Linked DNA regions of Mus musculus: regions 2, 3, 4 and 5 are each linked to region 1. The links are chromatin contacts, called in public Hi-C, HiCAR-type and HiChIP or PLAC-seq maps. All regions are on one chromosome and are shown on one strand. Each heading gives the region's core, a stretch centred on a gene start, on an enhancer-like site or on the middle of the called end of the contact. The rest is flanking DNA. Distances are from core to core; before and after follow the strand shown.

What was found. Hi-C and Micro-C count contacts between places; a contact is called where the count stands out from the background. HiCAR-type assays count read pairs that join an accessible place to other places. HiChIP or PLAC-seq counts read pairs in DNA pulled down with a chosen protein or histone mark.
Region 2: a contact with region 1 is called in an H3K27ac HiChIP or PLAC-seq map of stem cell-derived neural progenitor cells, with 16 times the contacts expected there. The contact joins two enhancer-like sites. A contact is called at or near these places in 1 of 15 datasets of contacts at CTCF or cohesin (the NIH/3T3 cell line), 1 of 484 Hi-C or Micro-C datasets (stem cell-derived motor neurons), 4 of 115 datasets of contacts at active chromatin or transcription factors (astrocytes, differentiating embryonic stem cells, embryonic brain and 1 more) and 1 of 9 other capture datasets (embryonic trunk).
Region 3: a contact with region 1 is called in a HiCAR-type map of astrocytes, with 5 times the contacts expected there. The contact joins two enhancer-like sites. A contact is called at or near these places in 1 of 484 Hi-C or Micro-C datasets (cerebellum), 2 of 115 datasets of contacts at active chromatin or transcription factors (astrocytes and bone marrow-derived dendritic cells) and 2 of 9 other capture datasets (embryonic tail and embryonic trunk).
Region 4: a contact with region 1 is called in a HiCAR-type map of astrocytes, with 6 times the contacts expected there. The contact joins two enhancer-like sites. A contact is called at or near these places in 2 of 115 datasets of contacts at active chromatin or transcription factors (astrocytes and stem cell-derived neural progenitor cells) and 1 of 9 other capture datasets (embryonic trunk).
Region 5: a contact with region 1 is called in a Hi-C map of cerebellum, with 4 times the contacts expected there. The contact joins two enhancer-like sites. A contact is called at or near these places in 5 of 484 Hi-C or Micro-C datasets (cerebellar granule neurons, cerebellum, cranial neural crest and 1 more), 2 of 115 datasets of contacts at active chromatin or transcription factors (differentiating embryonic stem cells and embryonic forebrain) and 2 of 9 other capture datasets (embryonic tail and embryonic trunk).

Annotation. Positions count from the first base shown.
Region 1 is chr10:38,552,611-38,556,471 of GRCm38.p6, reverse strand. No RefSeq gene overlaps it. Among named protein-coding and RNA genes, the nearest start is that of Gm22911, 61 kb to the left of the region's middle. Within about 2 kb of position 2,506, at least 127 of the 459 cell types and tissues checked have an H3K27ac peak or open chromatin away from gene starts, as enhancers often do. A contact at or near this core is called in astrocytes, cerebellar granule neurons, cerebellum and 5 more, where this site is marked.
Region 2 is chr10:37,376,475-37,380,860 of GRCm38.p6, reverse strand. No RefSeq gene overlaps it. Among named protein-coding and RNA genes, the nearest start is that of Gm31202, 14 kb to the right of the region's middle. Within about 2 kb of position 2,715, at least 46 of the 459 cell types and tissues checked have an H3K27ac peak or open chromatin away from gene starts, as enhancers often do. A contact at or near this core is called in embryonic brain, stem cell-derived motor neurons and stem cell-derived neural progenitor cells, where this site is marked.
Region 3 is chr10:37,312,100-37,316,524 of GRCm38.p6, reverse strand. No RefSeq gene overlaps it. Among named protein-coding and RNA genes, the nearest start is that of Gm26535, 5.2 kb to the left of the region's middle. Within about 2 kb of position 1,279, at least 77 of the 459 cell types and tissues checked have an H3K27ac peak or open chromatin away from gene starts, as enhancers often do. A contact at or near this core is called in astrocytes and cerebellum, where this site is marked.
Region 4 is chr10:37,249,605-37,253,661 of GRCm38.p6, reverse strand. No RefSeq gene overlaps it. Among named protein-coding and RNA genes, the nearest start is that of Gm26535, 68 kb to the left of the region's middle. Within about 2 kb of position 2,416, at least 65 of the 459 cell types and tissues checked have an H3K27ac peak or open chromatin away from gene starts, as enhancers often do. A contact at or near this core is called in astrocytes and stem cell-derived neural progenitor cells, where this site is marked.
Region 5 is chr10:37,395,534-37,399,894 of GRCm38.p6, reverse strand. No RefSeq gene overlaps it. Among named protein-coding and RNA genes, the nearest start is that of Gm31202, 33 kb to the right of the region's middle. Within about 2 kb of position 2,459, at least 136 of the 459 cell types and tissues checked have an H3K27ac peak or open chromatin away from gene starts, as enhancers often do. A contact at or near this core is called in cerebellar granule neurons, cerebellum, embryonic forebrain and 1 more, where this site is marked.

The DNA.
Region 1 (3,861 bases), core at 1,257-3,756:
AGGGTCATAAGATAAATGAGTTAGGTAGGACTGGGCTGGAATTCCAGCTTCTTCAGAGATATAAATTTAACATAATTTAAACTTTGAGGGTCTCTCCACTCTTACTTGTAAGATGAGAACCACATTGTGACATACTGAGAAATCTGTGAGCATTAAGTAAGACAACTATGCATGTTGGATACTATATTGATGATAGTAAATAAATGTCCACTTTGGTGCATTTATGTGCTCTCATAGTTTTGATCAGAAGATGATCTATCTGATTCTCTGGGAAGTTAATAAACCTGCCTTGAGCATCTGATATATGTACATAGGCTCTCTTATGGAGACTACCATTCTCACAAAGTTCATAGACATAAATATCATACGTCACAGCTCAGAGCTTTTAATGTGTTGGGCACAAATGTAGCTCACACACATTAAAGCCTGTATGGTACTGTGGCATTGTGCTCTCTGCAAGTTGGTGCCACAATCTCACTTCTAATGAAAGTATGGTCATAAGCTGACTTCATAGTATGCCATAGCGTTTAGCCTGCAACTTATCACCTCTTCTTGATGCCATCCTAATTTAATCTTGACACTGAAGCATTTACAATGAGATAAAATTATTAATAATGATAATCTAGTCAGGTAAATGATGTTCACTTTCATTTTATCTTGTTCCTTGAACGAGGATGCTTTCTTGTGAAAGGTGAAACAGTGTCAAAGTTGTGAATCATAGTTTCACATTCAAAATAATGAGAAATCATATCTTCCTGCCTTTGCAGCTAAGAGAAGGAAATAGGGTTATTTCCATACGACTCTCAAGAATAAAGAAAAATAATCTGTAAAAAGCTTTACTCATGTCACCTCTCATTCTACTTTGAAGGGACATAACAAAATCAGAAGCAAGATGGGTTCAGTGTATTTGTGTTCACTCTAGAAATGGTAAGACAACATTTATTTCCACCTAGAACTGTCTTGGATCATGGCAGCAGTGTTTTTAAGAGGTCTCATATCTCTCAGAATGCACACAGTGATGTCCAGCATGCCACACAGTTACACAAAACACTTATTCAGCATAAAGTATCTTCATGGGGGCCCTACCGCCCTTACCCCTCGTTTCCACTTTCCACCCTCCAGTCCTCCCTTGGGAAGATGCATGCCTGTTCCATTTATGCTCAGCACCAGTGTTGCCATGGAAACTCTCCTCCTTTTCTCTACCCTCCCCAGTTACCAAGCACAGCTCTGGACTCAGTGCCAAGACCTCCTCTGTACAGACTCAATATTCTTTCAATGTTTAGACAAATCTGTTCGAAAACCTTGTTTACATTTTTTCCCACAACACCATAGCTTCGAGTCGGGGCCATCCATTTCCCATGGATCTGCTTATATTCTGGACATGGTTTCTTTTCTTTTTTCTCCACCATAGCTCTAAAATAAAATTGTATCATTTGGTCTAATTCTTAATAGGACATAAAAGGCAACTCAGGGTCAGAGTCCACCCTTACAGTCAATTTTATCCAGTCCAGAGTAGAATTTAATACTTTTTGTATACTATTTTTTTTTTACTTAAAAAATTTTGTTTAATAAATGCAGCATTAACACATGTTTAAAAACAAGAAACTTTCCTTTAATTAGCTTTAGTTGCATGTTTGTTACAGTCATCTGTGTATCTTACGTTATGCCAGACATTAATTAGTATTCAGATATACAAATAATATGTTGGCTTCACATTGCTTAATCTTACAGGTATGTTTTAGGCTGCACATTTTCTGTAGAATTTAAAAGTCTTGCTTATGGTTTAATTCTTGATTCCTATATTTAATGACGCAATTCACTGATGAAACTAAACCAAAATTAATGTTGTTGTGATGATATTTTATCCTTCTCCCCATTTAAAAATTGCCAGTTATGCCTGCAGAATTCCTAAATGTTAAACGTAGGTTTAGCTTAAAAAAAAAATACTTACTTTGCCTTTTTATTTTAAGAAACTTGAACAGGTCAGTTCAACTCAGTGAACTATGCTGACATTTACATATTTTCACAGTAAACATGTATTTTTAAATCATTACTAGGAAAAAAATACCTCTGATCAACAGAAGAGGGAGCAATATTCCCTCCTTTTTTACACAAAATACTGTGGGGTTGTTTTCTCACCTTTCCCTCCTAAACATAAGCCTCCTCTATCGTAATCTCTGCTGCTGCTTTTCTCTTTCCCTTTTCTAATTTTTTTGAGGGGAAGTGGAGGAGGGGTGCGCAGTGGTGGCAGGAGTAGGACCACCCAGTTCGATCAAGGAATCAAAGGTTAAATTCTTTCTGGTTTGTTACTATCTCTCAGGATATAGTTAAACGTTAGAAATCTTTGTCGTCTGTATATTTTTACTCGCAACAATACTTACGGGAATGAAATGCGCTGCACCTCCTTACAGAGAAGCCACAACATTGCGCAGGCAGTGGAGTGAATGTGAACGTTTTCCAGCTTGCCTGAGCCAGAGACTCTCTCATTGTTCTCTCTCTGAGCAGAGTAGGAACCGCGCACATCTGAATAACAGAGTCTTTTCTGCCTGGCGCAATCCTGGATTGTTACAGTCTAGAGGCCAGCCATGCTGTCACCGGCACAAATTGATTTAACCATCAATTGCTGTGGTCATTAAAGCTGCTAAAAGTCCCCGCCAAACTGATGAATTGCAACTGAATGTGAAATGAGTGTCTAAGTCTTTTTCCCACCACCTCATATCAAAGGCTATTGTATCCTTGCAAAGTAAAGGGTCGGGGGTTCAGGCTGCTGTTCAACAATGGGCTCTGTCAAAGGACAGAGCTCCATTCACACAAGCACTCCCAATTACAGTTTGCTTTCCATACCTTATTGTATGAAATTTGCATCCAACTAATACATTGAATTATTGGCATACTTTGGGTGTCAAAGGAGTCAATGAATGATTTGTCCTTGAAATACATGGAATCCAAAGCAGCTGCTGGTTCTTGTCTTGACAATGGAATGATTCCCTGGTTTTCCAATGCCTGCAAATGGACTAATTTTCTCCCAGCTCACAGTTAGCACTTGTGGAAGCAGTACACAATTTTTTTCCACATTCACAACTGTGAACTCATTTCTAGAGTTTTGAGAGGAGATACAGAAAAGGAATGGTATTGTCTAGCCTAACAATTATATTATAAACTTTAAAAAAATCAGTATAACCTCCATGAGGCCAATCATTTACTACTACTACTACTACTACTACTACTACTACTACTACTACTACTACTACTACTACGACTACTACTACTACTACTACTATTTGTTTGCTTAAAGTAAAAGGATACATTGTAAAATTAAAACCAACCTTACACATATGTTTAAATACCCAGAAGAACTTTTGTTAATTCTTTTAGGAAGATCATAAATAGGAATTTTTCAGATTTTATGATTAAGCTCCTCAAAGTGTTATGAACTGAGCACACGGCACATGTACACATGTACATATTTGTATGTTGGTATAATGTTTACCCAATTTAGCTGATAACTGAGTTTGCAGACATGAGGGATCACTAAACTGCAATCCTCCAGCTTCTGACACTCAAAGGCAGCAAGGAATTCAGAAAACATTGGGTTTGCTCTCCTTGGTGTTAAGTTTGGTTTTTCCTAGCAGATACTCATCGACCGAACATTTCCCTTCATCTTGAGTCTTGACTTTAATGTGTTACATTATTTGGTTTACCTATGTGCTTGTGTATGCAACTTTAGCAAACTCATCATGGCGGTGTTTTCATGGTGCTCTTAGGGGCAGCTCTGTAAGAGAAACAAGCTTTGGGACATCAGAGAAAGAGAGCATCACTTGTAGTCCCAGCAACACATGGTGTTTATTTTCCTTCCATGGT
Region 2 (4,386 bases), core at 1,466-3,965, 1.2 Mb after region 1:
TCTGGAAGAACAGAGTGACAGTTGGACGGGGCTCCAGAGAACGGTTGCTCCACTGTCAGCTCCTGTGGTCCATACTCCTCTACTCCAACCGAGCAGCAGGATCATTTCCCCACCTCCCTAACCTCCCCAACCCCACTCCTCATCCTCCTACCTCTGCTTGCTGCTGTTGTTTCAGTGATTGGTTTGGGGTTTAATTTTTTGAGACAGAATCGTACCATATAGCCCAGGCTAGAGTCAAAATTCATGATTTTCTGCTTTGACTTCCCAGGGACTCAAGAGTACAAGCAGGCACTGCATCTAACTGAGAAATCATTCCATGCTTCACTCTATGTGTTCTTTTGTTCCTACTTCTTGTCTGGGTTCCTTTTGGCCATCACAAGGTAACTTTTCTCTCTCTCTCCTTCAGGTTCTGCTCACATTTCCAAATAATTGCCTCCTTCTGTGTCCCTCTTGTATTTAAACATCCTAAAAAGCACATCTGATTGTGTCCCCTAGACTTCAGGCATCCTTTCCCAGGCAAGTCTGTAAACAGTGGTTACTCTTGAGACAAGTGTCTCTCCTTTCCCCAAGCCAATTAGCTTTGGCCTTTAGTGTTGGCAACTGTGTGCAGGCGTATGTGGTGGATGTGAGAGGGCACAGAGCACAGCTGTTTGTGGGCAAGCCAAGTTTGGCTGCTCCCTTTCCTTAGAGAAGATCCCTGGTCAGGGATGAGGACTTGTCATCAGTTGTCTTAGTTTGTCATGGGAAAAATAATATACAAGGTATTTATTGAAGACTTGATGTTATATTTGTTTTAAGAATGTGTTAGCTGTGTCTCCATGTACCCTTACATAGATCTGGGGAGCATATGGGGAGGAGGGAGTGCTCAGGGCTTGTCTTGTTCCTTAAAACAAGTCAGAATAGCTTTGCTTATCATAGACTTCAAGTTAGTTTTGCTCTTGTGCACACCAAAACTTTGGGGGACAATACACTTGCAGTATGTTTGTCATCTAGCATCATGATGGGGTTGTATGGAGTGTGGCTAGAATGTGACTGGTCTCTACATTGATCATGGTTTCTGTTCCTATTTTGACTGGATTTTATTTAACCAGATCTCTTTTCTTTGTTTTGTTTGTTTGTTTGTTTGATTGTTTGATCTCTCATCCATGTATCTTTTTAAACATCAAGTCTTAATTTCAGAAGCAAACAGACACTAAAAAATGATTAAAGGGATGATTCTTTATTTACACAATTATCCATATATACTAGGCTACATTTCCATGACAACCAGTCATAGCATGTACTGATCAAATATGACCAAGTCCTAGTCTATAAAAACACTTTTAAAAATTTTGATGAATAGATTAATTATTCAGTGTTGTTGCCAAAATATCAGATGTCACATATTACTCAGCAAACATCAAGCAAACAGGCATTCAAAAATAAGATCATTTTGAAGAAACTGTCTCTTTATAATATAATGTTGGTAACAATATTGTCAGACCTCATATTGGGATTCCTGGTAGCTACAATAACTCTGTGCTTTCCACCCCATCAGAGTTTTGAATAACATAAAAGCGGGAGTAAGGTTCATAAGGCTTATGAGGGAAAAAAATGAATTACATTTTATAACCACTGAAAGAAAGACAGACCAGCACTTCTTTCTCTCTCTCTTCATTGTAGCCTTGCTATTCATAATTGTAACCTGACTTTGAATGAAGTTGTATTTTCATGTTTAGTGTCTTTTGAAACATGCAATTCCATAAGCATTCCATTGTGATAAAAAGCCCTTGTGTCTATCGAAACAGAGAAAACACTGTATCGCAGCTACTGGTGGCTGGTCTCTGGCAACTATTTAAAGGAGACAAAAAGAGAGAGAGAGAGAGAGGAATTCAATATAATTCAATCAAAGACTGAGGAATACACATGCAAGAAAACAAGGCTGGATAGAAAGTTGGTAAAGTTGGCATTGTTACTGAATGTAATGCTTTGCAGTACTTGAGAAAGGGCTAGAAAGAGTGTGTTGTGCTGGCAAGATACAACAGCTATTTCATATGTATAACCACTGAAGTTCACATGAAGATTTAGCGCACTAGGGAATCTGATGTGAGGATGTCACCATGTTTCTGGGAGGATATATAGGCAGCCAGGAATTCTTTTCATTGGTCAAGGAAGCCAAGGAATGGAATGTCACCAGTGTCCTCTGTGTCCTGTGACCTGCTCTTGTCTGTGTCCTGTACCATTTCAACATGTCATCAGGGACGACAGTGTTCAAAGGATGCATGTGAGAGAGAGCACAGCCATTCCCACTGTGCTTGCTCTTAGTCAGCCAGCTTTAAAAGCTTTCTTGTACTCAAAGATAAAAGCCCTTGACCTTTTAACTCAAAACTGAAATGTCTGATGCTTAGAGCCGATAGTCTAGTGTGTCCTCTGGATAGACTCCGTTGTGGGTCCCAATGGGAGCAGTGATTTGAAACATCCTCTTGGTTTCAGATTCTTATTCTCCACGTTTTAAAGGGGAAACATCATTGAGGGTGAAATTTGGACTCATAAAACTCTGCATTAATTACATACTGACTCTGCACTATTAAGACAAAGTCCTTTGAGGTCTGGCCATCAGATATCTTTCAGAGGAGAGGGTCTGGGCTGTTATTCTTACTAGCCCCTGAAAGAGCCCCATCCTCTCTCCTGCAGCCCCTTTTGTCCCTAGCCCTTCTTTTTTTCAATGGTTGCCATGGAATCAACCATTAACATATGAAAAGCCATACACAACACTCTTCCCTTTACCCTTTCTTCCCCCAGGACCAAATGCCTGTTGCTAAAGCCTTGGACCTTAATATTCATGTAAAGGAGGGTGGGGTGTGAGAACAGAAATAAAATTCTAAGTGAAAACACAAAGACATGTTCAATTTACATCCTCTGGAGGCAAAATGGTCCATTCTATTTTAAAGAGATAGAAGTTTCTTAGTTTCTGTCTTGTTATTGAGGAGGCCCCATACTATGATAGCCATAGTCCCCCACTATTACTAAACTTCACCAAAACATATTTGAATTCCTTCACAAGTCAGAGGACAGACATGCATACTTGTTAACATACTATGTCAATAGCTTTTGCTTAACTAGGGGAGCTAATATCAATAATCAATTCTTACATTTAAAAATAATTTTTAATTTATTTAAAAATTTGGCTTTGATTGTGTCAACTCAAAAAACAATTTTCCTTCTTAAGAAGAATAAAAGCTAGTTCATTCTGGATCCATTCTGAATGACCAGAAACACAGATTAAGATACCTCAAAGTCCATGTTTGAACTAGAAGCAGTTACATGAAGTTTTATAGTTTTACAGAAAGTTGAAAGTCATAAATCAGGACAGGCTTAAAATACATTGGTGGGCATATCTGAGAGGTGGTTACAGCAAGGTTGAGGAAACTTATTTTATAGACCAAAGATGTTATCTGTTAACACTGTTATCTTTGGGCTTGGTAGAAGGTCTGTTAAATTAATAGTTTCCAAAGGCTTTTATCTATTAGTCACAGGATGCTGGTTCTGACACAGAGGCACACAAGGAATAGCTGTTGAGGTGTGCAGGTAAAGTTAACCGAAGATAAGGTAATTAGCCTCTGGACCTGTAACATTCAAATCTCTCCATAGCACTGAAATTCTAATCAGTCAATCAGTCTCAGCAGACACAACTTTCTAGAAGGTCTCCTTCACAGTCCAGAAGAGACTCAGAATTCTATATTGAAAAAAAAAATTTTATTAGTTATGCAGACTACAGTTCCTAAAATTGTATAGTCTAGAATTGTGGTAGCTTATTTTAATAAGATACACATTTCTGTCTTTCTGTATGTCGTCAAATTAATACTATATTGTTTTCCATCCTTTTTACTGTACACCTTTGTAACTGACTCTACAAGACTGAACTCACTGAAAAGTTGAGGGTAGGAGTGCTGAGGAGAAGAAGCTGTGCTTAAAATTCTTGCCTGCAAGCATGAAGACCTGAGTTTGATCTCAAGTACCCATGTAGAAGCTTGTTTGGAAATATGCTCTTTGTGGTGCTTTGTATATGCTTGACTAAGGGAGTGGCATTGTTAGGAGGTGTGGCAAAGTTGGTGTGGGTGTGGCAATGTTGGTGTAGGTATGGCTTTGTTTGAGGATGGCTGTCATTGTGGGGGTGGGCTTTGAGGTCCTCTGCTCAAGCTCTGACCAGTGTGGAAAAGAGAGCCTGCTCCTGCTCCTTCCTACCTTCAGAAGGCAGTCTCCACCTTTGGATAAATGTGTAAAACTTTCAACTCCTCCAGCACCATGTCTGCTCTCAGGTTACCATACTTCCTGCCATGATGATAGTGAACTGAACCTCTGAAACTGTAAGCCAGCTCCAATTAAATGTGTGTTTTGTTTTGTTTT
Region 3 (4,425 bases), core at 30-2,529, 1.2 Mb after region 1:
GCCTAAAACCGTAAATTGATTTTTTTAAAAATTTCTGAAATTTGTACATCAGATATTATTGTATGGATTTACCTTGACCAATTTGAAAAGATATGCCAAAGGTTTTGAGAAACAATGAATATGATAATCAAAATACAATTTCTATCCCCAAATGAGAAAAGTGATATTACTTTTGCTATAGGATCATGTCCTTCTCTCTGTAACAAGGGATGGGGAGAGTTTCTCTCTCTAAAGGGCCTGACTAAATAGACCAGTGAATAAATGACATCACTTGATGAAATGTTTTTGATTAATTATTTTTATTTATTTATATTTCAAATGTTGCCCTCCTTCCTGGGCTCCCTCCATGGGTTTAATGATGGGGAATGCAGGGTGCTCCTGAAGGGCAGAGGAACCAAAGCCACTGTTGAGGAGAGCTGCAGGAACGGTCCACACTATAAGGCAGGATGCTGCCTGCAACTGCTTCATCTGATTGAACAAGTGGCCCTCACTAGCATGCTTTGCTTGCTCACTGTTACCCACACCCTGGCACTTTTGCATAACAGTTTCCTTACACAACACCACAGCCTAACAGTTCTTAGAACTGTGTAGACACCTTCAGGATTATCCTCAATGCTTTTGTTTGTTCAAATTTCTTCCTCCTTCATTAAATGTATTGAACTGCATGATACAAGAAAGAGAGAACACTCTCATTTCTTTTATCTTTAAGGGAAATTTTCTTTCATCACCTCTTCCATCTTATTTATGAACGCTCACCTCCTTTAGTGTGCTGTGTAAATAAAAAATACATCAACAGAAGCATGGCTCAGTGGTCAAGCCCCTTACTGAGCATGTAATAGACCTTCGATCTTCCCAGAACCTGGACCAAATTAAATGTGAGAGCCAGGTATTGTGTTACTCACCGATAGTCCTAGAATTTGGGATGGAGAAGCTGGAGAATCCAGAGTTCAAGGTCATCTTTAGCCAGTTTGAGACTAGCCTGAGTCATATTAGACCTTGTCTCCAAAAACCAAAAAGAAAAAAATTCAAAAATATTCTATGCATAGAAATCTTATCATTGCAAAAGAGACTCATTAACTAAAATTTCACAGCAGATGGACAGCCTGGTTTATTTTGCTCACAGTGTGGATGGAGTAAGAGTTGACGAATTTTGGGGCTGTGCTTTTATGTTTGCAGTTTGGTCAGCCTCTACTTCCTTCCCGCCTCCTCCCCACTGGCTTAAGCACTGGCTTGGGTGAGCAGTGTGCCAACACAGCCCTTTGCTCAGAATACAAGAATCATGCCACCCACAGACTGGTGGCTGGAGGCCAGAGCCCTGCCAGCAGTACAGGCAGGAGCCAGGCTGTGGCGAGAGTAAGAATTTCTACCCATGGTTTCTTCCCAGGAGACATTGGGTGTCACTACCACCAGCCGAAGGAAGGCAAGACTAAGAAAGAAATCAGGGAACTGCCTCCCACCTGAGGCCTACATGGGAGACCATTCACATCCCTCTCCATTGTTTCTGTCTATTTGAAGGAGCTGCTGTGGCAAGAATGTAAACCAAGCCAGAGAGGTTTAGGCTGCAGGGCTGTTGGTGAGGGAGACAGGCAGTCTCATAAGTCCTTAGTCAGAGAACAGAGAGCAAGGCTCCCTGGAGAACAATTTGACAGCAATTATCAGGCTTCCAAATGACTAGGCCTGTGGCCTAGTGGCCCATCTTCTGGAAACTCAGCCTCAGCGTATAATTAGGAAAGCACAGAAAGACTATGTAAAAGGATGTTTATCAAGGAGCTCTTTGCAACAGAAAAATATCAGAAACAACTAAATATCCAGTAAGAGACTTATTTGACAGTGTACTATGCAGCTATTTTAAAATGTGAACATCTTTACAGGGCACTGATATGAGAAGATGTATAAAATATAATTATCTAGCATAAAGCAACTCATAACTTTGTTGATAAGGGTAGCACACACATGCATAGAAAGGGGTGTAGAATACGCTCACCAACCTATCCAATCGAATTACTTTATTTTTTAATCAACATATTGTTATAATTTTACATTTTATCTAATGTATATATATATAAAGTATTGTATTCCTATTGTATAAGGAAAAATAACTTTACACTTAAGAAGTTAGATAAAGGGAGCTTAAGCGTGTAGCTCTATGATAGGGTACTTGTCTAGTATTCATAACTCTGGAACTCTATGCCTAGTATGCCCTCCCAACCACACATACACAAAATATATATATACAAAAACATGTAAAAATTATTTTAAAAACATGGCTATCTCATGGCTACTATCAAATGCTACACTTACAGCAGATACAAAAGAGTTTATAAGATGGCCTATCTTTCTTCATGGCAAAGATGTGTTTGTTCTATCAGTTTGTGGCTGAAAAACTACAAAATCTTTTTCAATAGTCAAACATTGTTCAATACTTAAAACTCTGGCATATATGTTGTTTCCTTAGGGTGAGCGTTTGTAGTAAATTTCAGCACGGTGTCAGAGAAGGAAATGGTGGCACCCATGCATACATCACTGTAAACAAGGAAAGTCTACTCATTTGTGTCAGTTGTGATCCATGAGATATGTCACATTGTGATTTTACAGCAATTATTTCATTTGCAAATGGGAAATTCTAGTTCTGTGGCCCACTCCTTCAAAACATTTCTGCAGAACCCCAGGCATGCATAGCCTGCCCATGCTAGATTCAGCTCCTCTATGGAATGAAGTTCATGTTGGCAGATCCTTTGAGTGAAATTTAGCTTATGAACATAAAACTCTTACAAGCCTCCTAAGAATCAAGGAGGAGCCTTTGGACAATGAAAAGAAGAAAGTTTAGATGACTCAGGAGAGAATCCAGGGCTGTTTCACAATGCAATGCTACAAAATTCCTTTAATGGGCCAATTCCAGAGCTCTTAAGACAACCAAGTCTTCAGCCCCTGCTGGAATCTGTACTGTCAACATTCACACCCAACTTGTAAACACTATTATTTTTATAAGTTTTAAAGGAGTTTCTTACCCAACATTAATTCAGAAGTTATTTTTTTAAACAGTACATATACTTTTAAAATAAAACTATTTAAAGTACATAGTAGTCACTTTCTAAAATGAAGCCAAATACTGAATCAGAGTATATTAAATTATCAATACACATAAATACATGGAGACATGGTGTGGGAACTAAAGGGGGTGTAGGAAGATGGGGGAGAGAATAGCCCATGTCTGGCCAGAGTTCCTCCTGTGCTCTGGGCAGGCAGACAAGGGGAGGGCTGCCAGACGCTTTCCACTTGGCCCCAGGTGGGCATCAAAGCCACTGACCCCACTCAAAGTGGGGGAGTGGACAAGGGGCAGCCCCCAACTGGGGGCCCTGGGGCTATGGGAGAGAGGGCTGAGGGTTAGTTAGTCTGGCTTATCTATATGGTTTATCTATCTTGTTGATATTCTCAAAGAACCATCTCCTGGTTTGATAGATTCTTTGTATAGTTCTTTTTGTTTCATCATGGTTGATTTCAGCCTTGAGTTTGATTATTTCCTGTCGTCTACTCCTTTTTCTTCCCTTTGTTCTAGAGCTTTTAGGTGTGCTGTCAAGCTGCTCATGTATGCTCTCTCCAGTTTCTTTTTGGAGGCACTCAGAGCTATGAGTTTTCTGCTTAGGATTGTTTTCATTATGTCCCATAAGTTTGGATATGTTGTGGCTTCATTTTCGTTAAACTCTAGAAAGTCTTTAATTTCTTTCTTTCTTTCTTCCTTGACCAAGTTATCATTGAATACAGTGTTGTTCAGCTTCCACGTGTATGTGGGCTTTCTATTATTTTTGTTGTTATTGAAGATCACCCTTAGTCCCTGGTGATCTGATAGGACACATAGGATTATTTCAATATTTTTGTAACTGTTGAGGCCTGTTTTGTGACTGATTATATGGTCATTTTTGGAGAAAGTATCATAAGGTGCTGAGAAGAAGGTATATCTATAGATATCAGTTAAATCCATTTATTTCATAACGTTTGTTAGTTTCACTGTGTGTCTGTTTAGTTTTTGTTTCCATGATCTGTCCATTGATGAGAGTGGGATATTGAAGTCCCCCAACATTATTGTGTGAGGTGCAATGTGTGCTTTGAGCTTCACTATAGTTTCTTTAATGAATGTGGATGCCCTTGCATTTGGAGCATAGATATTCAGAATTGAGAGTTCATCTTGGTAGATTTTACCTTTGATGCATATGAAATGCCCCTCCTTGGCTTTTTTGATAACTTTAAGTTGAAAGTTGATTTTATTCGATATTAGAATGGCTACTCCAGCTTGTTTATTGTGACCATTTGCTTATAAAATTGATTTCCAGCCTTGTACTCTGAGGAACTGTCTGTGTTTGTCCCTGAGGTGTGTTTCCTGTATGCAGCAAAAAGTTGGGTCCTGTTTATGTAACCAGTCTGTTAGTC
Region 4 (4,057 bases), core at 1,167-3,666, 1.3 Mb after region 1:
CAAAGGAACTATGCCTTTGATGAGAGAATCCAGCGTTAGTGATATTGTAAATAAACCTTGCTTTGCATTATACATATCTATAAATGGATGACTTGAGGGCTTATAGAGAGCCTAGAAGACCTGGATCAGGTTTAAAATGTTTGGATCAGATTTTATAGTTTCTAAAGTTGTGATAACTGGTCTCAAGTCTGTGGAATACTCTAGCTATCTAATATAATAGAGAGGAATAACTTTTATATGGCTACTGACCACTCATCTAAATACATACAGCCCCTTGAGAATTCTCATTCATGTGGGCTGCTGTCAGTCTTGACAGTGTGTCCCTCTATAATCTGTACTATCTCTTCACTCCCAATAGTTATTTTGCCTTTTTTCAAAAAAAAAAGTAAATATGAAAGATATATTTTTAGAATTAAATACACACTATATTTGGAAAATTTAGCATAGTAGATAATACTCAATTGATAATTCTATATTAGCTACATGGTGAATGTATGCTATTTTACTTATGTTGAACAAAATAAAGTATATCATTAAAAGTAATTTTACCTGTTTCTTATTCCTTCTTAGTGCAGATGTGGTTTAAATTGTTTTTTGGATTGAATGTCTATTGGACTACACTAGTCTAGTTGCTAATTTTATCATCTAAATAGGATATTTTCTCATTCTATTATTGCTTATTTATTACTTATATCTCTTCCCCTCTAGGAAATAAAATGATATACATATCATGTCATAGGCTGTTGACTCAACAATGTATAAAGTAACTGTAAAATATTACAATATTAAATGAAATTACATGTATTATGAAGGATCCTTTGTGGGAAGGCCACTTTAGCTCTTGCTTTTGAGAAATTATATCTGGCATGTAAATAAATGTCGGGATACTTAAATGAATGATACTAAATGATATGTGTCAAGAGGTTGATCATTGTTAATCTTTGGGAAAACTACCACCACCACCACCACCACCACCACCACCACCACCACACATATGTAAGAAAACTTTGGAACAACTTAATAGATATATTCAGATTTAGTTTATGGCTTTTCCCATTGTTCTCTTCCTCTTCTGTTTTGTTGTTGTTGTTGTTGTTGTTGTTGTTTTTTTTTTTTTTTTTTTTTTGAGACAAGATGTCACTCTACACCCCAGACTGGAGTCAAACTGGTGGCCGTTGCCTGCTTCAGCCACCTGAATACACTGTAAAGACACAGGCCTCTGGCTTCACATTGCTTTGTTTTGCTTTTCAAAGGAAAATAACTTCATTTACACTGCAAAGAGGGTACTGAGAACTCCAGGAGGAAAAGGAACCACCTGCCACTGTCCTCACAAGCTGGATATCTCATTGTTAAGTCACTTGTCTCAAAAATGGCCAGACTGTGCCCACTGCTCACTCCCATGCTGCCAGTTTAGTTCAAGTCACCCACTTAGAAATAAATATACTTCAAATGATGTTTTTCTTCTGTTTAGGACCATTCAATGACCTCACTGCACACACTAAATGCCAAAGCTTTAATGGCTTATTTCCCCATGCCCCGAGTAATTGGCCCTCAATCCCACTAAAGTTTTCCCTTGCTCAATGCTATCTTTAAGGCAATGGTTCTCAACATGTGACATGCAACCCCGTTGGGAGTGGAACAGCCTTTCACAGGGGCACATGTCAGATTCTCGCATTTGTTCAAATTGCTCTGCTGATGGATAATGAAGCATTCTTTAGAAAGGACCTTCCCTAGACAGTCATCATTTGGGAGGCAGAGGCAGGTAGATCTCTATAAGTCCCAAGGCTAGGCTGGCCTGCTCTACATAGCAAGTTCTGGGACAACCAAGGGCTATGTGGAGAGACCTTGTCTCAAAAAGCAAAAACAAACAAGAAAATTTCCCTTCCCTGAATGCACTTTTGCTTAAGAGAAAGTAAACCAACCCAGACAAAGGGATTCCTGATCACCTTTATCTTCTTATCTCTCATGTAGTGCTAACTTCATCCCCTTGCCACTGGGACATGAAATGACCTTCAGTAAAGACATGCCACTAACTTAACCCCCAAAACTCTTCATAGACAGGATTTCTTATTTTGTTCTCTCTTTGAATAAACACTCAAAACCTCCACTGAGGCTCTTAAGCTTCGCTGGAATCAACTTACTGGGTAAGAATGAATCTAATTGTTATGCTGGCTTCCATGTCAGCAAAATAACAGATGTACAGTATAATAGAGGAGAAAAGAACGTGACTGTTGGATTGTTCAAGCAGGTGCTACATGAAAAAAACATCACATGGAACTTTCTCAAGTGCATTTGGAAACAGCTGGAAAGTAGCCAGGAGGAGAGCCCTGACTCAAACCCCAGGACATCCAGTTGTGAGCTGGGATTAGACAGGGACAGCTGAGTCAAGGAGCACACTGGCACCTTCAGCTTTGTATTCCTCCCTTGCCCTGCGACAGAGGCACCAAGGAGCACAGTCCCTGAGGAGACACGCTCTTGCAGAGTCCAGCTGCCTGCGTCGCTTTCAGAGAGCACCAGATAACACTTGCAGAATGGTCAGAGGGGGAAGGCAAGTTACCATGGTTCTCTAGCTATTATTGCATCCAGCCCATAGTGGGATGGAAATAAGTGCACATGTTCAAAAAGGCCCTTTGGGAAAGATCAGGGGCCTACACTGGGACACAATGGTAGGCTTTGTTGCAGAGAAAGGCTTTGGTCTGGCAAGTAACAGCAGTCCCGCTGGACACTGGGTTCACTAGGCAAACTGTATGCAGGGATTGCATCCTTAGAAACAGCAGGCATTTATTGTAATTAAAAGGCTGGAGATATGGTTCAGTCAGAAAATTGTTTGCTTTGCAAACATGCAGACCTGAGTTCCATCCATAGAAATTACATCATCATCATCATCATCACCATCATCATCATCATCATAGCTGTCCTAGAGACAGCAGGTAGAACCTGCTGGTTTCAATTGTATACCTCTGTGTGCTGCTGCTCATGCCCACAGAGGTATAAGGTGATCCCAGAAACACAAGTCACTCCAGTTGGGGTTGCCCATGGCAAAGCTCAATAAAAACACAAGAAAGAGGAGGACAGAAAAATGTGGGAGAATGAGAAAGAAATGAAAAGTGAATAGCCACCAGCTTTAATTTGCTAAAGAAATTCTGTCCTTTCCTGCTCTGCTCTGCACCCAGCAAGCTCACATCTAGAATATGGCTCCCTTCAGACTTACATCCTGCCTTGATATATAAATTATTTGGAGGAAAAATTCTTAGAGTCAAGGTTAACAAAAAACAGCTGTGAAATAAACCCTGAGCCGTGTCCTAGATCTCTCCTAGTATGCAGAGTCTCCTCTCTGTTTTGAAGAGTCAGCACATCCAGAAGGGGTGGACAGAGGCAGAACTTGGCAAAGTCTCTGGAATGTGAGAAGAGTTCAGGGCTACATCAGACGGGCAAGGGAGAGGAAGCAACTGAAGACATCCTGTCTAAAATGCTGCTTCTCTCTTGAATGTTTCCATCTAGCTAATAGGTACAGTAGTTCTCTCTGTCTCTCTCAACCCTTCTCTGCTTCTCTCTCTCTCTCTCTCTCTCTCTCTCTCGTTCACCCTCATGAGTGTGTGTGTGTGTGTGTGTGTGTGTGTGTGTGTGTGTGTGTGTGTATGTGTGTCAACCCCAGGTTGATCTGGGACAACATAATCAAAGAGGACACTGGACTCCTGCCTCCACCTCCCACATGCTGGAATTACCAATTATCAATTTTCAGCACCATCTCCTCTTTCCCTCTCCCTCTCCCATCCCTGTCTTCCTCTCTCACCTCTACCTCTGCTTCTCTGGACTGTGGCCCTGCTACCAGAAGCTAACTCAGAACAGTACTCATGCCAGGACATGTCGGCTATGTAGTATTTTCTGTCAGAAAGTTAGAGAAGTAAGAGCTAGAAGTTTGTGGGGCAACGAGGAAGCCTAGAGACACCCACAGAGAAGGCAGTGGAGCGCTTAAGCCACAGAGTTCATGAGCTGGCGAGAGTGAGAAAGAGAGAAACTGGGGCTGCCAAATGGAAACAGTCACCCTGGGGCTGGG
Region 5 (4,361 bases), core at 1,210-3,709, 1.2 Mb after region 1:
ATACAGAACAAACTAATAATTTTTAAGAACAGTGAGTCAATATATTTCCTAGAGGAAGAAATATATTCAAACACTATTTTATCCCATGGATTAACTGTTGCCAGGACTGAGACATTACCTTTTCTTTCTTTTCTGGAAAGAAATGGGTGCCCCTTTTTGCCACATAAGATCTTTGCAGAGTGAAGGCTCATAACATACTTAGCTAACTAGCACCCTAATTCTGTGTGTACATTTGGGAAGCAATATGGTGTGAAAATGATCCCCATGGTAACCATTCAACTAATAAATTTAGGTTCAGAACGTAATTAGATTTTTAAGCCTTTGGTTGGCCTTCTGTAGAACATCTAATTCAAGGGGTTCGAGGAAAGTTACAGTTTGATTCATTCTTGTACCAGATTGAGTCTTAAATGTCACACCCTAGGTGCCTCTGTCTGTCTGTTCATTCTCATAAACTTGAATGGTTCATGAAATACTATGATAGAATGGTGTTCATAGTTATTTTATAAGCCCCATCAATACCAAATTAAGTCATTAACTCTACCTAAAAATGTAGGCCAATTGCATTTAAAAGATTTGTTTGTTTGTTTGTTTGAGACAAGTCTCTCTATGTAACCCTAACTTGCTTATAGCTCACTATGTGAATCAGGCTGGCCTTAAACTCAAAACTCACAGAGATCTGCCTGCCTCCAAAATACTAGGATTTGAAGATGTGCCACTAAGTCTGGCCCAGCTCAAAAGTATCAATTTGTGGGCTATGGTGGCATATTCCTTTAATCTTCGCTTTCTAGACTCCAAGACAGGCAGATCTCTATGAGTCTGAGGTCAGCCTGGTTAACATACAAGTTCCAGGATAGCTAAGACTTCATAGACCCCCCCAAAAAAAAGTTTTTAAAGAAGTATAAATTTCAAACTTGAGCCACCACAGAGCAAAGAGTTCACATTCTCTGAAATAATGCAGTGTACCTATAAACACGTGTGCCTTAGCATTTGCACACTGTGTAGACATAGCTTTCAGCGAGTTAGAAAGCTGCCTTGATTGAATACTTAAAAATTCTGGACTCATGTCTGCCATCTTTATGGGACCCAAAAGCTCACCTGTTAGTATCCTAAACTCAGAGAATTTATTGTTTCAGAGATTGGGGCACACATACATTCAGGTTAGCTGGATGAGGACCAGAAGTGGCAGCTACTGAGAACTTGCTGGTCTCACCATGATGGTTTACCTCTTAGATTCCAGATGCCACTTGCAAGTACTTCTGTGGGCTTAGTGTTAGGTTTGTCAGTATTAACCTGTGTTCATTGTCACTACTCAGGCTGAAAAACAGGCTCCTCCTTCGTAGTGGAATTGGGTTAGCCGCTGGGGTAATAAAAGAAATATTATGGTTTCCACCCTGAAAATCCCAGCACAGAAAACAGAGATTTACTCTCATTTATTTCATTAGCCCATAATTAACACATATCCGATCATGTCTTTTTATTCTCCCATGTGGAACTTTATTGTATTTTGCTTGCTTGTTTGTTTTGTTGTTATTTTGGTTTTTGTATTTTTTTTTTTATTTGTTTTTGGTGCTGGAGATTCTGGAAGATTCGAGAGCTTATAAAGCTTTGGGATTATCTATTAACTACAACCCATGGGCTGATAATATTAATTCTTTTTTATGTTAATTCTTTTTAGCTATAGAATACATTCCCCAACACAATAATATTTTGTTAAAGCTGCCTTTTTTATCCCAGTAAATCTTAAATATCCACTGAACATATTTTGGAGAAATTTTTATTTTTTTAGTAAAAAGGAGACCACATGGTTTCAATTGGTATTTCGAATAAAAAAACTTATTTTTTAAAATGCACTGAAAATACATTTTGCTTTTTAAACGCACAAACATCTCAGCAGCTGTTATGTGTTTAATTAAATGAGTTGCACATGTGTTTATAATGCACAGCACTGTGGTCTGAGAAAAGCGTCCCTGGGGTGTATGGTCAGCCTTTTGCCTCACTGAACTTTCCTCCGGAGGTCATGGGAAAGGGGTACAGGTTTGGGTTTCCTCTTTTCCAGTCCACATGTCCCCCACCAACTACTGGTGGGTAAACAAACCCATGTTCCAAAGGCGACACCGTGGCTGACCTGAATCATTCTGAAGTGCCAGACCTGTGGGCATAACCTCCGCCCAGCCAGCCCAGCGTGCAGGTCCAGTCTCTCTTCCCCAGAGCAGCAGAAGCCTCACTGGGGATTTGCTTCTTGCTCTCTGCTTTCCCCGGGAGTCCAGATCCCAGATCCCAACACCCACTAGGGCGCATACAGGCGGAGACACCGGTTCTTCCTCAGTGAGCTGAAGTTCTCCAGATGGCAGCAAGCGCCCCGCCCCCACCCCCATGCAAATTCCTGGCAGCAAGAAGCTGTCAAGTGGCTACTGCTGCTTATTGTTATGACCACTCCCCACCCCCTTCACACACACAGGCAGAAGAAAGACCATCTGTCGCCATGGGGCAGAGAGGGACTTTGCAAGTGGCACTCTGTGCAGTTTAGCAGACCCGCGACAGCCTTGGGCTCAGCCATGTCCTTCCTAAGCCATGTCTAACCCGCCCCGCCCTGGCTGGATCCCCAACCCAGCTCCACGAAAGGAGGTGCAGTTTGCTAGATTTCTTTTATGATATTTATTCCACACAGATAGAAAAGCCGGTTGTCTTCCTGTTTTAGTTCTGGGAAAGGAACTGACTTAACACAACATCTCATAATCACTAGTGAGAAATGGGAGCGGAGAGCTAGATAAAAAGTGGACCTGGAAGAGAAAAGTATAACCCGAAGTTCAAAGGACACCGAGGTTATAAGTGTGATTTCCATTCGCTTCTCCAGCTCGACCAAAAGCTACGCGTTAAACTTTGATTTTTATAAAGAGAGAACGAACCATGTCAAAAGATTCTAGGCATTAGAAAGTCCCCAAATATCTTGTCCATATTGGAAATTTGACCCTATTGTTGCGGTCTTTTTTCTTGTTGTCTGATGTTTCTGGTCATATATATTAAAGCACTGCTGTGCTGTAGTTTCTACATTCTTGGTGTTTTCTTAGTAAGGAAAGGAGTTGTCCACTGACATCACTTCAAATCACCCTGTTTCCCTTTATCTGCGTAAGTCTCTTTTATTTAAACAAATAAATAAAACTACGTCTCCATAGACACAACTAAGCTTACAATGCATGTAATTTCTTTCTTTCAAACCTACCACCTATGAATTCTCTTAAGTGTATATCTTTTTTAAAAAATTCCTAGTATTCAATTGTGCTCTGTGTGTAGCTTTTGATTTGCATGTGATAGTAAACTATAAATTGTATTCTCTCATTTTTTTCACTAACATGACACTTTGATCTCACACCAGATACTACCTTCCTCTGAAGAGCCTTTTTTCCTCTGTGTCTTTCATTATGGTTCTAAGAGAGTGTATGACTTCTTGATAAGCACACTCTGCTCTGTCCCTTCTCAGGGGCCCTGACTGTGACAGTACACCCACTACCCCCTGCTCAGGTATGAAATCCACCAGGATACTGGGCACAGCATTGATGTGCTGCCTTCTATTTTCCAGTTTAACCCTTTTCCTCTCTAAAACACCTGCAGAGTGCTGCCATCAGTAACGAAGGTAACATTTAGACAGTCCATTGTTTTGGAGATTTGGATTGGTTGTTTGGTTGGTGGTGGTGGTCGCAGGTTTTTGTTTGTTTGTTTGTTTTGTTTTGTTTTTGACATAGGGTTTCTCTGTGCAACAGTCCTGGCTATTCTGGAACTTGAGTTGTAGTCCAGGCTGGCCTTGAACTCACAAAGATCCACCTGTCTTTGCCTCTCAGAGTGCTGAGATTAAAGGTGTGGTCTACCAATGCCTAGCAACTTTCTTTTTCTCATTCCTCAATTCAGAATCCAAGCATGGTAGAAGATATATTTGATTTTTATTGAGGGCCTCCTGGAAGACTATGGCTTGAATGAACCTAGGTCTCATGGTTTACATCCCTCTATTGATGAACACATATTGTTCTCTCTAATCCTGGCATAAAAAGCAGAACTGCAGTATAAACTGTAATTGGTCTTTACTACTTTGTGGGTTCTTCTTTTTCCTGCCCTTTATTTCACCCACCCGCCAGTTCATCCCCATCACTAGATAAGAGAGAAAGGAGGAGAGAGGGGATCAAGAGATAAAGATCCCTGAAACTAATTTCTCTCCTTCTTTGTTTCTTCTTTGAATGTGACTACTAAGAAGCCGTATCCAAATCCTCTGAATGACCAACAATCACCCCCAACCCCATCTCAAGGCCCTAGCATTTATAGACCCTCTGAAAAGTTCCCAGAATTTCAAACATCACACAACTGCAGAAGCT